Linked DNA regions of Mus musculus: region 1 is linked to region 2. The links are chromatin contacts, called in public Hi-C maps. All regions are on one chromosome and are shown on one strand. Each heading gives the region's core, a stretch centred on a gene start, on an enhancer-like site or on the middle of the called end of the contact. The rest is flanking DNA. Distances are from core to core; before and after follow the strand shown. Region 1 holds the start of Capn5 (calpain 5). Region 2 overlaps Myo7a (myosin VIIA).

Evidence for each region. Hi-C and Micro-C count contacts between places; a contact is called where the count stands out from the background.
Region 1: a contact with region 2 is called in a Hi-C map of liver, with 3 times the contacts expected there. The contact joins the promoter of Capn5 here to the enhancer-like site in region 2. A contact is called at or near these places in 2 of 484 Hi-C or Micro-C datasets (embryonic stem cells and liver) and 2 of 9 other capture datasets (adipose tissue and liver).

What each region holds. Positions count from the first base shown.
Region 1 is chr7:98,174,608-98,181,108 of GRCm38.p6, reverse strand. Capn5 (calpain 5) reads left to right here and starts at 2,835. Exons shown (of 13, transcript NM_007602.4): 1 at 2,835-3,065. It overlaps Gm16938 (predicted gene, 16938), which reads right to left and starts at 3,915. Exons shown (of 3, transcript NR_045972.1): 1 at 3,621-3,915; 2 at 1,699-1,784.
Region 2 is chr7:98,083,116-98,089,342 of GRCm38.p6, reverse strand. Myo7a (myosin VIIA) reads left to right here. Exons shown (of 49, transcript NM_008663.2): 16 at 3,822-3,959; 17 at 5,677-5,835; 18 at 6,126-6,218. Among named protein-coding and RNA genes, the nearest start is that of Myo7a, 33 kb to the left of the region's middle. Within about 2 kb of position 4,477, at least 76 of the 459 cell types and tissues checked have an H3K27ac peak or open chromatin away from gene starts, as enhancers often do. A contact at or near this core is called in adipose tissue and liver, where this site is marked.

The DNA.
Region 1 (6,501 bases), core at 1,586-4,085, 93 kb before region 2:
CATGGCCAGCCAAAATGATTAAAGAAGAAGAGGAGGAGGAGGGAGAGAAGGAGTAGGAGGAAAGGAAGGAAGGAAGGAGGAAGAGAAGGAAAAGGAGGAGGAGGAGAAGAAGAGGAAGAAAATAAAGGAAGGAAGGAAGGAAGGAAGGAGGGAAGGAAGGAAGGAAGGAAGGAAGGAAGGAAGGAAGGAAGGAAGGAAGGAAGAAAACCCGATCATGGGGGCTGGTGAGATGGCTCAGTGGGTAAGAGCACCCGACTGCTCTTCCGAAGGTCCGAAGTTCAAATCCCAGCAACCACATGGTGGCTCACAACCATCCGTAATGAGATCTGACTCCCTCTTCTGGAGGGTCTGAAGACAGCTACAGTGTACTTACATGTAATAAATAAATAAATAAACCTTTAAAAAAAAAAAAGAAAACCCGATCATTATGAATTTCACCTGGGAAACTCTGTAACACTATTACTCAGGAACAGTAATGATGGTGTTACTGACCTGAGCAGAGAAGATTCTGATTCTGGGCATTGGTGAGAGGCATAGAGCTCTGCAGAGCTAGGTAGAACGGGTTCTGATTCTGACCAGTAGAAGGGATGGGGCTATCCCTGGAAGGAATGAGTCCCCAGTTACAAGGGACTTTAAGTAGATCAAGGGGCCTACAGTGATGTCCTTTTCCTGAAAGCCAGGAGAGGAGAAGGAGAGGCCCAACACAAAATAGATAGAACCAGCATAGTTCGGTAGGTCTGGATCCCGGTTCTGCTGTTTACTAATTTTGTGACCTGGGGCATCTCCCTGAGGTTCAGGTCTGCCATTGACTAAGTGGGGCTAATAACTGTGAGAATTTAATGGAAAAACACCTAGCCATCAGGCTCGTTAATGGCACCATTAGATGACTAAGCTTATAAAAACCAATTGGCAGGGTCCTGAGGCCAACACATTGGCAAAGATGCATCATCCGCCCCCCAGAAAGCCTTGTTAGGTAGGCAGCCCAGCTCTTCCTGGCATGCCTTGATCTTCTGCTCCCCAAGGATCAGAGCCTCTGCTCCTCCATCAAGTCCAGATGCCCTCGACAGGTCGCTGTCTCTCTAGGTTTCTTCCCTCATCTGTCAGGAAGGTGGACGCTGCCAGAGATGGGCTCTGAGACAGGCCTCCCAGTCCAAGCCCGGTTCTAAGGCACCTGGGCCTAAACATCATGATGCAGGGTATGTGTCTCTGCTGCTGGAGACACTGTATCTTTATACAATGAGCAGGCTGGGCTAGAGGACAGTAACAGCTAGAGGGCCCCATAAGGACTTCCCAGGAGTTAAGCCAATGAGACCCCACGACTGCAGTGTGGGTGCTGCTTTGAGTTCTGCAGTACAGGTCTCATGTCCAAGGCCACACAGCTAAGGAGTCAAGGCAGAGCCCACGAATGAAACCAACACATAGTACCCTCTCCTGGCTCCATACTCAGAGCTATAGAAGAGAGTCAGAGCATTCTCTGGATACCATGGCTTTGTGGGCTGAAGAACACACTTTCCCAGACATGACCCCTGCTCTATCTCGGAAGATTTGAGAGGTGCCCTGACAGAGGTAATGCTACTTGCTACCTTGCTTGAGGACTTTGACTGAACCTTTTTGACATTTTTTGTCTCCACAATCACCATGTGCTTCTCCTAGAAAGCCCATTTTACAGACAAGGAAACTGAGACCATTAAAGGATATAGAACTTTCTCGGTAACTGGTGGAGTGAGCCCTTGATCCAGATCTGCTTTGTGGACCAAGGGCTTCTGGACAGAGACACGCTGAGGCTGTGTGGAGGCAATAGAAGAGCTTTTCTGTGGGGATGGAAAGAATGTAAAAACCCTAGGCCGGCGGCCATAGGCCAGGACTAGGGTAAATGGAGAGCGGAACCTAGTAGTCTTGGAACATTGTGCGTGGGTGGTGGTGGGTAGGGGGAACAGCAACATGGTTGGAAACTATTTGGTCAGTCAGGTAACCAGATGGAGCTACACTTAGGTGGCCAGGGACAGGGGTGAGGTAGAGGGCCGGATGACTGAGGTTGAGGTAATCATTAACAGAGACCAGGAAACTAGAGGGATGAGTGGGCCTGAGTTTCTGACCTGTGAGCGACTAGTATGACCAGGTCAGACAAGCTTTGTCTCTGTGGCCTTAGAGTGACCCAGCCTACTGTTGGCCAGCCCTGGTCATCTATAAATCTCCCTGGGATTCCCCCAAACCGCCTGGCCTGAGGAGATTGCAGTTTCCACTTCACAGAGTAAGAAACCAAGGCTTGGTGTATTCCAGGGCATTCTGAAGGCAGTCAGAGAGGGTCAAAAATCTGGGCCCTGCTGCTTTAGTCTACACTCAGAGCAGATAAATGCCCAGGACAGGACAGGTCTGGACAGGATAGGGCCAGCTTCCCTTAACTGACTGGGGCCCTCTGGACACCTCACCAGGGCCTACATTCCTCTTCTCCAGCTAAAATCTTGGGAATGGGTGTTTGGATACAAATGGAAAGGGAGTGGTTCTCATCTCATTGGGTCTTCCCATTCTCAGCTGCCCTGCCTTGGCCCTGTCTGAGCCCGGCTAAGATGCATACCCCAAGTCGGCCAACATTCTCTGCCAGCACTTAGTGGGGCACGCAGGTCCTCCAAGGCCAATGGCGAGGTAGGCAGCCAACGTCCCGGGATGCTCTCCTATCGCGGACAGCACTGGAGTGGGGTTTGAAGGAGTGTTGGGTCAGGGCCACCCTTTCAGTTTCGAGCCAGCACTATCGGGCGGCCTCAGGGAGGGGGGTGGGGGGGGGGAGGCACAGCCTCTCTAGTTCGCATGCGCAACAACCTCCCTTTCCCCGCCCCGCCCCACCCCGGGAGACCACGCCTCTGGCCTCCAATGGGAGGAGGCTGAGAGGAGGGGCGGGACAGACTGAAGCCCGGGGGTCCAAGTTCCAACCCCCGCCTGCGGGCTGCCGGGGTATCATCTCCCCGCAGAGTCCCAGGCTGTGGCGCGGGCTGGTCTAGCCTCCGCTCCAGTGCCCGCACTGTGCTCTGCATCCCGGGAGTCCAGCTCCAGCTGCGGCGACGCGGCAGGTAGGAGGCGCTGCGCGGAGGGAGGCGTGTGCGAGCGCACATTAGTGTGCGTTTGGGTGTGTGTGCAGGTGCAGCGCGGGCCAGTGCGTGCCTTGGGAGCACGAATCCGAGCAGGGGTTGTACATCCCGCGGATTCAGGGCTGGGAGTTGAGCGCTGGCCTGCAGGCCTAGGAGGCGGAGCCCCACCCCCACCCCACCCCCCAAAGATATGCCCGGGGCCCCTGAGCTCATCCCTACCTCCACCCGCAGCCCTGGGTGAGAAATCAACCTCACCTCCACCTGGGTGTTCTGAGGCCGCGTTCCCAGTGCAGAAGTGCTGGGGTGTGCTTATCACTGGTGGGCTAGACTCTAATCTTCCTTACAGGTCCCCTTTCCTGTCCTCACGCCTGTGCTCCTCAACCCATTAAACCTTCTAACCTTTCTAGATGTCCACATCCCATGGTTTGGAGTAGGCATGAGACCATGAGACCAAAGATCCCAGGTAGATGACCCTTCACCCCTTCTTGGCCACAATCCCCTAGTTGAATGGGGGTGGGGGGGGGGGCTCTTCCTTACCTTCAGGGCTGGGTGTGTGGCACTGGGAGCAAGGCGGGTCTGGCAGAAACTGGCTTTTTTCGGAGACAATTCAGGATTGATCCTATCTCCAGCTGTCAGGATTGGGGGTGGGGAGTGTAGGAAAGGTCCCCCTAAGGGGGCCCAGGGGTGGAGTGGGGCTGAAGAGCAATAACAGGTGCTCATTTGCCCTGGCAGTCTTTCCTGTGGTGAGAGTCAGCCCCAGACTTCACACAGATGAGCCCCAGCAGCAGAAGGGAAGGCAGCCTCTCTCTAAGGTGACCCAGCCAGAACTGGCACCCAGGATCCCAAGACACAAGCCTTGATCTCCTCTGTGCCAGAGGGTGGAACACTCAGCCAATGCCCAGGGCAGCTAAGTGTTCAGGGAGATCTTCCTGGGAAGCTCTGCTGTGCAAGGGAGGTTGAGGCCTCCCTGGATCCTTGCTGGTCCTTGCTGCAGGCTTAGTGTTTTGGGTGGAGGTGAAGAAGACCAGGGGGGGTCGGGTGTGGTGGGCCCAGCTGCTGCTACTGCCCTAGGCTGGGTCAGAGCTGAAGCCTGGGTGGAGCCTAACCTAAGAGGCTTCTCTTCCCACTGAGAGGATGGAGGGCCAACAGATGAGCTCCTGACTGGCGTGGTGAGAAGGCAGAGTCAAGCACAAGTCAGAGGGGCCATCCTTGCCTGGGAGCTGATGAGAGTTCATCTGAACAAGGACTAGGAAAAGTCCAACAAGGTGAAGAAAGGACCGTAGAGTCCAAACTACGAAACAGTCAGGCTAGGAAAGCTCACGGACAAACACAGGGTGTGACATTGAATGCCAGTCTGGACGGTGGGTGTGTCTGACAAGGACCATCTTTAGCTACCCTGGGGAAGAGGTTGCTATAGAGGTTACAGTAGGGAGAGCCCCACCCCCTTCCTGGCTGTTCTCAGCACCCACTGCAGGCTAGGTGTGACAAGTCAGGAGAGAACCCTCTGGGGCTCCCGGAACAGGAGTGGAAGGTCTAGGGGAAGCTTCACGGGCCCATTACTGGGTAAGAGCAATGTCTGCCTCTGAAACAGTACCAAACAGGTGGCAGTTGGGCATTGGTGGCAGGAAGCCTGTGGCTTTCAGTGGGACATCTGTGGGCTTCTCAGAAGCCTCTGCTGTCTCTGTCTTATTCTTCTCTAATTTCCCTGAATGCTCTTAGGATGGCTCTGAGATCTGGTCCCCCCAAAAGGAGGCCTTCCTTGTCCCCTCAGAGGGTGCTGGGAAGCCACTCTCCACCACCCTCTTGCCTGAACGGCCTGTCGTCTTCCTCCTGCAGACTGTCTCCTTGTCTTCCTGCTTGCCCATGGCCTTGAAGCAGAGAGCTTTGCCTGTGGCTCAGTTTCCCCTGGTGTGTGGAGTGAGGCTAAATAATACCTTGTCACAGAGACTTCAGGGTGATGATGGTGACATTAGACCTGGTCACATAGGCACTTTACTACGAGGTGTTTGGTAGCCAGCTGACAGCTTTGTCCCTGATCCCTTCATTGAGTAAAGAGAGGGTCATTTTCAGGCAAGAGGACTGGTCAGCATTGGTTTTTATTGTTTTGGTTTGGTTTTTGTTTTTTTGGTCTTTGTTTTTTTTTTGTTTGTTTGTTTTTGTTTTGTTTTGTTTTGTTTTGTTTTTCCTATTGAAGTGGGAGGCCCTCTTGGCTTTAATGAATGAAAGGACCTGTCAATCACTTCTAAGTTTCTGCTTACTGTTCTCTGTCAGATTGGCCAAATCTTCCCCACCCCATGCCCTGGAAGAAACAGGGTAGGGCAGCTGAGGGGTACCCTAGGTATGTTTTGCAAAGGGCTCATAGGTGTGAGCCCTGGCTGTCCCCAGTTACAGACAGCAGACTGTCACACCTTCTCCAAGTATCTCTGTGGGCTGGGCAGCCGCTGCTGGCCTCTGTAGCTGGTCTTGCTGATTGAGCCCTCCTCTCCCCTATCTCTCAGTGCCTGAGGGGCCCCTCCCAGCTACCCAAGTCCTCCAGACATCTCCTTTCAATTCTTGTTTTCTTATAGTCCCCTGAGGTCCCCAGCCTTGGCCTTCAGGACCCCCACCTTGGTAGCCTCTTTCTCTGGGTAGAGGTGCCAACTTGCCTCAGATCAGATGGAGCTACCAGCCTCCTTTAGGCCTCAGGCTCTGTCTTTCCTAGATCACTAAAGGCAGAATGGGCCACGTGTTTGGGGGGTACCAGCCTGGACCTCCTGAAGCCGATTCTTGAGCTTGGATATAAGGTTGTAGGATGTGTTTTTGCTGCCCAGTGATGGCTGAGTTGCCTGCCACACCCCATTGTCATTGTTGGGATCATGGTCCTTGGGCCTCCAGGTTTCCCAGAGCTGGCTGTAAGAGTAGGGTGGCCTATGGATGCATCCTGTGATCTTATGTCTCAGTGGGGCTCCTGGTCAGGTATAGAAGGTGCCAGTGTCCAGAATAGACCAGGGCCTATTCATGGGCATCAAGGTGCCTGTCACTACCAGGTGTGCACAGATGTGGGACAAGGGCTGGGAGCCTGCTCATATGTCCACTCCCACCCAGCCAGTCATCCTGCACTATGGTACCCTCTCCCCCCCGACTGGGTGGCTTCCTCCTGTCAGCCTGAGGTGGGACTCCATGACTTCTCACTAGTAACTGTAACAGGGGGTTCATGTTACACTGGGGGCAGTTTAAGCAGTAGGTAACAGTCGGGCCCCATCACTCACCCCATCCCCTGTTCCTCAACGACGGTTTTTTCCTTATAATCGCTGAACCCAAGAAGCCAGAAAGTCGGAAGCTTAAGACAATGTGGATCCATTCTTCCCTTGTCCGGAATGTCAGAGTCTGAGATGAGCCCCGTGGGACTGAAATGCAGGCTAGACCCTGTTCCCTGTCT
Region 2 (6,227 bases), core at 3,228-5,727:
AGAGAGAGAGAGAGAGAGAATGAGTGTGTGTGTGTGCATATGTGTATGGAGGCCAGAGAGCCACCTCAGATATTGTTCCTCAGGAGCCACACCCACCTGCCCACCCCACCCCCCCGCCCCCTTTTGAAACAAGTTTCCTCACTGACCCGGCGCTTGCTCACCTTGTAGGTTAGGCTGGCCAGTGAGTTCCTATTCTGTTCTGCCTGCCCTGCCCACAGCGCTGGGGTTACAAGTGCGCACTGCCACTTTTTGTGTATGGGTTTGGGGGTCTCTGTGCTTGCAAGGTAAGAGCTCTACCAACTGAGCCACATCCCCAGTCCAAGAACGATCTGCAACTGCTGAAATCTTGCCTGCTTTCTTGCAGGAATTGCCCTAAGTCGTAGCTATAGCTCTTCCCTCGGGTGTACACCTACAGTGCATGCTTACAGAAACCTAAGCCCCACTGCTTGGGCAAGTCCTGAGTTCTCATCCTTTGACTCTTGTGCCTGCTGCCCCAGGGCAGTTCAGGGCATCATGACCTGCCCTAACCTACTGACATAGGGGTCAATGGAGCAGAGGTAGGCCATCTTTCCAGGCATGGCTGTACCTGAATGAGTGTCTCATCCCAGTCAGGTCCACAGGACAGCTGCTCTCTTCTGCTCATTGGCAGATACTGACACCATGGTGACATCTGCCTTCCCTCAGACCCTCTCTGTGCCCTCTGCACATTGGCCTTTGAACTTTTTTGGCTTCAATCTTTGCTTCATCCCTGAACATCCACTGATGATTCAGGAATCGGTAATCACCAGGAAGGATGCTTTCCCTTGAATAAAACAGAGCCAGATGAGAACCTGTATGGCTGAGGCAGGGAGAGCAAATCCCGCACACCCCTTCACCTACTCAGCCATTCACTCTTTCAGTCTACAAATGCGTATTGAGTGCCTTCCATATGCCGCATACTGCCTAAGTCGCAGGACACAGCAACAAACAAGTGGAAACCAAGCCAAACCAAACCCCGTAGTTAGTCTAGTGTTCCAGCAGAGGGTTAGTGAGAGATCCAGTAAATTACTAAATCATGCAGTGTTATGGGGGGAGGGCATGGATCGGGATGAGGCCGGGGGTGGGGTGGGGTGGGGTCAGTGGTAGGCCCTGTGATTGTACATGAGGCACAGGACAGGCATTACTGGACAATTGGTAGGAACTGGAAACACTACCCCTCCCCAAGATGGGCTTTGCAAGGAGAGGGATGGGCATGTGCAAAAGTTCCAAGTGTGCTCCAGGCAGAACCAGGAGGCTGGAGTCCCAGGAAGGGTGCAAGCCCATGGTGGGAGCCAGAGGCTCCTGGAGTAGATTCTGTGGCTGTCATGGATCCTAGTAGGGACCTTGACTTTCCCCGGAATGAACTGATGTCACTGGACGGTCCTGAGTGGGGAGGGATGTGGCTGGTTTCCTTACCCTGGCCCCCAGCTGCTTTGTAAATAGGGTTGTAGAATGCCTGACATGGTGGTAGGGCAGGAGTCCAGTGCAAAGGCCAAAATGTGGAAAGGAGAAAGATAGGCTGAGGCAGGACCCAGCCGTGGCAGCTGTAGGTAGCATCAGATTCTGGGAAGGACCTGTTGGCTTGTCCCATATAAGAGAAGGGTCATGAGGAAAGTTCCTAAGGACTTGACTTGAACAGCTGGAAGGGGACAGTCTGCGCACCATAGAGGACACCGGGAAGCTGTGCAGTCATACCCCAGGTGACCGAGGAGTTTATGTATGTCCTGGTGCACATAGGCCCTGGTGACACAGAAGTAAGTGAGGCAGACCTGATCTCATGAGGCCCCAACAGGGAGGACAGACAGAAGGGAGCAACTTCAAGATGACAGACTCTTGAAGGGTGTGTGCCCTGTCCGGTGTCGTGTGTGTTATGCTTGTGCATGCAGGGGTGTGTGCTGTGAGGGAGGTGTGTCGTGTGCTCTTTCTTAGTGTATGTATGTCATGTATATGCATGAGTGCTTCAGGGTGTGCTTGCTGTGTGTCGATGTCATGGGGAGCGAGCATGATGCATGTATGCACAGAGTATGCATGCCACATGTACTTTACAGGATATGTTCAGAAAGTGTGCTGAGTGTTGTGCTCTTACCATGTTTGTGTCATATGTGTGCATTTATTCTGGATGGCATGCATGCTGTGTGTGAATTATATGCATTTTCATGTGGAGTATGCATTCTGTGAGTGATTTGTGTGGTATATGCATGCCTGGTGTGGACAGGTCATGTCTGCTATATGGTATGAATGCTGTATGCACGCTACACATGTGCATGTAGTGCTTGTGTTATGTACTGCATGTATAGCATCTGCATGCCCAGGTGTCACCTGTGTGCATAATACCATATGATGCATATATGTGTGTTATGTATATGTGTGTGTGTGTGGCATGTGTGTATGTTCTGTGTGGGACTGTGTGCATGGTGAGATGTGTACACTGGGAGTATGTATGCTATGTGCTGTGTGTGCTCTGTTTTAAACTACACGCTCAGTGTGTATGTGCTGTTGCTGAATCAAGAATCCTGAAAAGGCAGGACAAATATTAACCTAGCCCTAGATCCCCAGAACGAAATTTTGAATGTTCTTCAGTGGAACTTGAGATGAAAAGTACTTCTTGTTTCAGAACCAAAACATTTGCTTTCCTACAGGGCTGACTAGCATAGCTCCTGGATTTAGTGTGAGTTAAGCACCTTTATCTTCCAAATACCCCATACACGTGCTCTGCACTCCAGATTTTAAAGTATTTATTTTATGTGTGTGTGCCCAGCGTATATAAATGCAGCACAGGTATGCAGGACTCCTCAGAAGTCAGCAGAGGGCACCAGATGCTCTGGTGCTGGTGTTACAGGCTGTGAGCTGCTAGCAAGAGCAGTAGACTCTTCTCTCTGTTCAGCCATCTCTCCAGCTCCCTGCACTCCATACTTTTGATGCTAAAGGGCAGGATTGAATTATAGCTCTAAAAATATAAAAGCTTACAACAAAATCAAGTTTACTAGTGAGTTTTCACACAAAAATGGCCAGGAAAATAGTATGTAGTAGTACCGTGTTCTCTCTAATCTGAGTTCTGCAATGTTCTAGAAGGTTCGTTTCCTGTTTTCTTGACCTCAGCTCTTCCCGAGTCCCCTTTATCCCTGTTATTTCCCAATGTTCTGAGAAGACAACATATAGGCAGGGGTGCAGAGAGCCTGGGTGGCTCACGCAGCAGCTGGGAGCACAAAAATCTGTCTTTGCAGGCTTGTCCAGGTCACCCACACTGCCCCAGCCTGATCACTAATCCTATAAGCAGAGGAGGGGAGGTCATGAGCTGTGCTGTTACCTCCAAGGTTCTCAGGGGGTGCAGTGCCCACCCCAGGTGGCCGCTTACTGCACTTGGACTCTCCACCTGTCCCATCAGGCGGGTAGATGGCAATGTTTTCACTTAGGAAACAGTACAGACTCAGCACCCTTTATTGGTCAGCTTAGGCCATACATGGGGCTTGAATTTAGGTTTGCCTAACTCCTGTCACTAAGATGACCTCAGTATCTTGAGGACACTAAGTGTGAACCCCTTTACACAGAGAGGCACTGATGTTGGCCCAGAGTCTCCCAGCTGATAGTGGGGGGTCTAGACGACACTATTGGAGCTCCCTGTAGTGGGTGTCTGAGGTCCAAGCTCCAGCCCAGACCAGGGGTGTCACAGGAGATCCCCAACTACCCCTTGACTGACCTTGGTGACCTTCCCTGGTGCTCTCCTCCCTCCAGGACAGCTGTTGGAGGGTGGGAGGGGGAAGAGGTGGCCCCTCCCATCACTGTCTGTCTGTCCTCTGCCACAGGGTGCCGAGACCAGGAAGCGCTCGCCTACACTCAGCAGCCAGTTCAAGCGGTCTCTGGAGCTGCTGATGCGCACACTGGGCGCCTGCCAGCCCTTCTTTGTGCGTTGTATCAAACCCAATGAGTTCAAGAAGCCCATGGTGAGCCTCAGAGGGGATGTGGTGGGCAGGGGTGGAGGGTGGGAAGGGAGGGGGCAAAATGGATGAGGTAGGTGGGCAGTGGAAAGAAAGCCTTGTTCTCTCTGGAGACTAAAGGGCTTGTCAAGTTGCTGAGGGCATAGGGGCTCCACAGTCACCTTAACCTTGGCTTTGCTATCTCCCAGCTGGGCGGTTGTACCTAAGTCAGACACTGCCCTGTGCCTCGGTGTCCTTGAGAATGAAAACTCCCCAGAGACCATGCCTGAAGATTGTAGAGTGCCTGTTAAGTGCTTAGTAAATACAAGTGTGGCTCGTGCTGGGGCCCCTCCCTTGAAAGCTCTCTTCCTCTCAATTCAGGGCCCACCTCCTCCATGAAGTCCTTCTGGACTCCTTTGCCTGAAGGTCCCTCTTTTTTTTTTTACTATTAGTGACAGCATTTGTTAGCCCTTCCATACACCGGATAGAGTCCCTTTCAGCATATTGCCTATGAGGAAGTGACAGTCGTGAGTTGTCACATGGGGGCTCAGGGATTGAGGGGCTCAAGTGCCATAGGCTGACTAGCTGCTAGCTCTCTGTTTCAGGGCAGGCCCTGCGAGGTGTTGTTTATCCAAAGGAGGGGGGAGGTCCAGGGGAAGCTGGGTGTGGGGCTTAGGGAGGGAAGGAAGGCAGGGGAAAGTGGCCCAGAGGGAGAGGAAACGGGCTACGGAAGCTGACCTTCCGCACACGCTGTCCCCGCCAGGAAATCGGTTCCCAGAGTGGGTGAGTCTCATCCTCTTCAACCCTCTGGAGCAGGGCAGCAGGGTGACATGGCTGGGCACTGGCTCCCTGAGGCCTTTTCCCAGCCCAAGCCTCCCCCTTTGCCGCAGCTTGCCTCCTCCCCTCCCCTTCCAACATCATTCATGTTCTTCATTTATGAGAAGATCTTGCTGTGTAGCCCTGCCTGGCCTAGACCTTGCTATACAGATGAGCTCACAGGGACCTATCTGCCTCTGCCTCTTGCTTGCTGGGATCAAGCATGACCGACCCCCCCTGACATGATGCTATTCTTAAAATAAATCCTGCCCAAGAATTTCTGCTGCAAACCTTCCCTGGCTCCAGCCACCCATGGGACAAGGCCCAGACTTTAGCCTGGTCTCCCTCAGAAGGCCCCGGGCCTGTTTTCTGCATTTTCGGTCCATCTGAACTCAGGGTGTAGCCCTGCCCTGGAGCTATCACAGTGGCTACCACAAGGCAGTGCCTCTTCCTCAAGGCAGCACAGCCAGCCCCTGGGGAGTTGTTAAAACAGCTGTGGTTGTGCATGGAGGCCACTTAAAGGGGAGCCTGGGGTTGTGTGGAGTACCCACCTCCTGGCCACTCCACTGCATCCTGGCCTAGGCTCTTCAGCCCCCTCCTTGTTCCCCACAGCAGGGCTTACACTTTAAACTTCTGCCCCTCCCCACACGCTCGTCCTCCTCCAGCCTTGGAAGAGCCTTCACTAATATCCATGAAACCGCCTGTGTCTTCTCTTTTGAGATCTGGTCCCACAGTACACGGTTGTCCACCTGCAGGTCCCCACTTCCTGCTGCCATGTGGGTCTGACCAACAGACCTTGCCTCCTGCCTGGCTTTGCTCTTAGGAGGCCTCGACTTCTCTGTGTTTCTGTCTGTGCTGGTCAGACACGGGGCAGGGCCTGCATCCCAGTAGTGGCCTTGCCATGATGCCTTTGGTTCTGGCCCGGCAGCTCTTCGACCGGCACTTGTGTGTACGCCAGCTGCGATATTCGGGCATGATGGAGACAATCCGCATCCGCCACGCAGGCTACCCCATTCGCTACAGCTTTGTGGAGTTTGTGGAGCGCTACCGGGTACTGCTGCCTGGTGTGAAGCCAGCATACAAGCAGGTACGAGGCCGGGTACACCAACAGGGCAGAGGACCCCAGTTTTATGGGTGACAGTGACTGGTGGAGCTTGACATCTACTTGACCAAATCAGGTACTGCTACAGGGTAGAAGGACACCCTGGAAGGCCGCCATAGTGTTTGCCATTGGCTTGAGGAGAAAACAGATTTCATAGAAGGCAGGGCCAGGCTGGGTCAGTCAGACAGACCTGTCTCTCAATCTTGAGAAGGACACTTGGGGGGGGGGGGGCCTTTCCATTAGTTATACTGTCAATACCCCTGTCTTCTGCCCAGGGTGACCTCCGAGGGACATGCCAGCGCATGGCTGAGGCTGTGCTGGGCACGCACGATGACTGGCAGATTGGCAAAACCAAGATCTTTCTGAAGGTGAGTGCA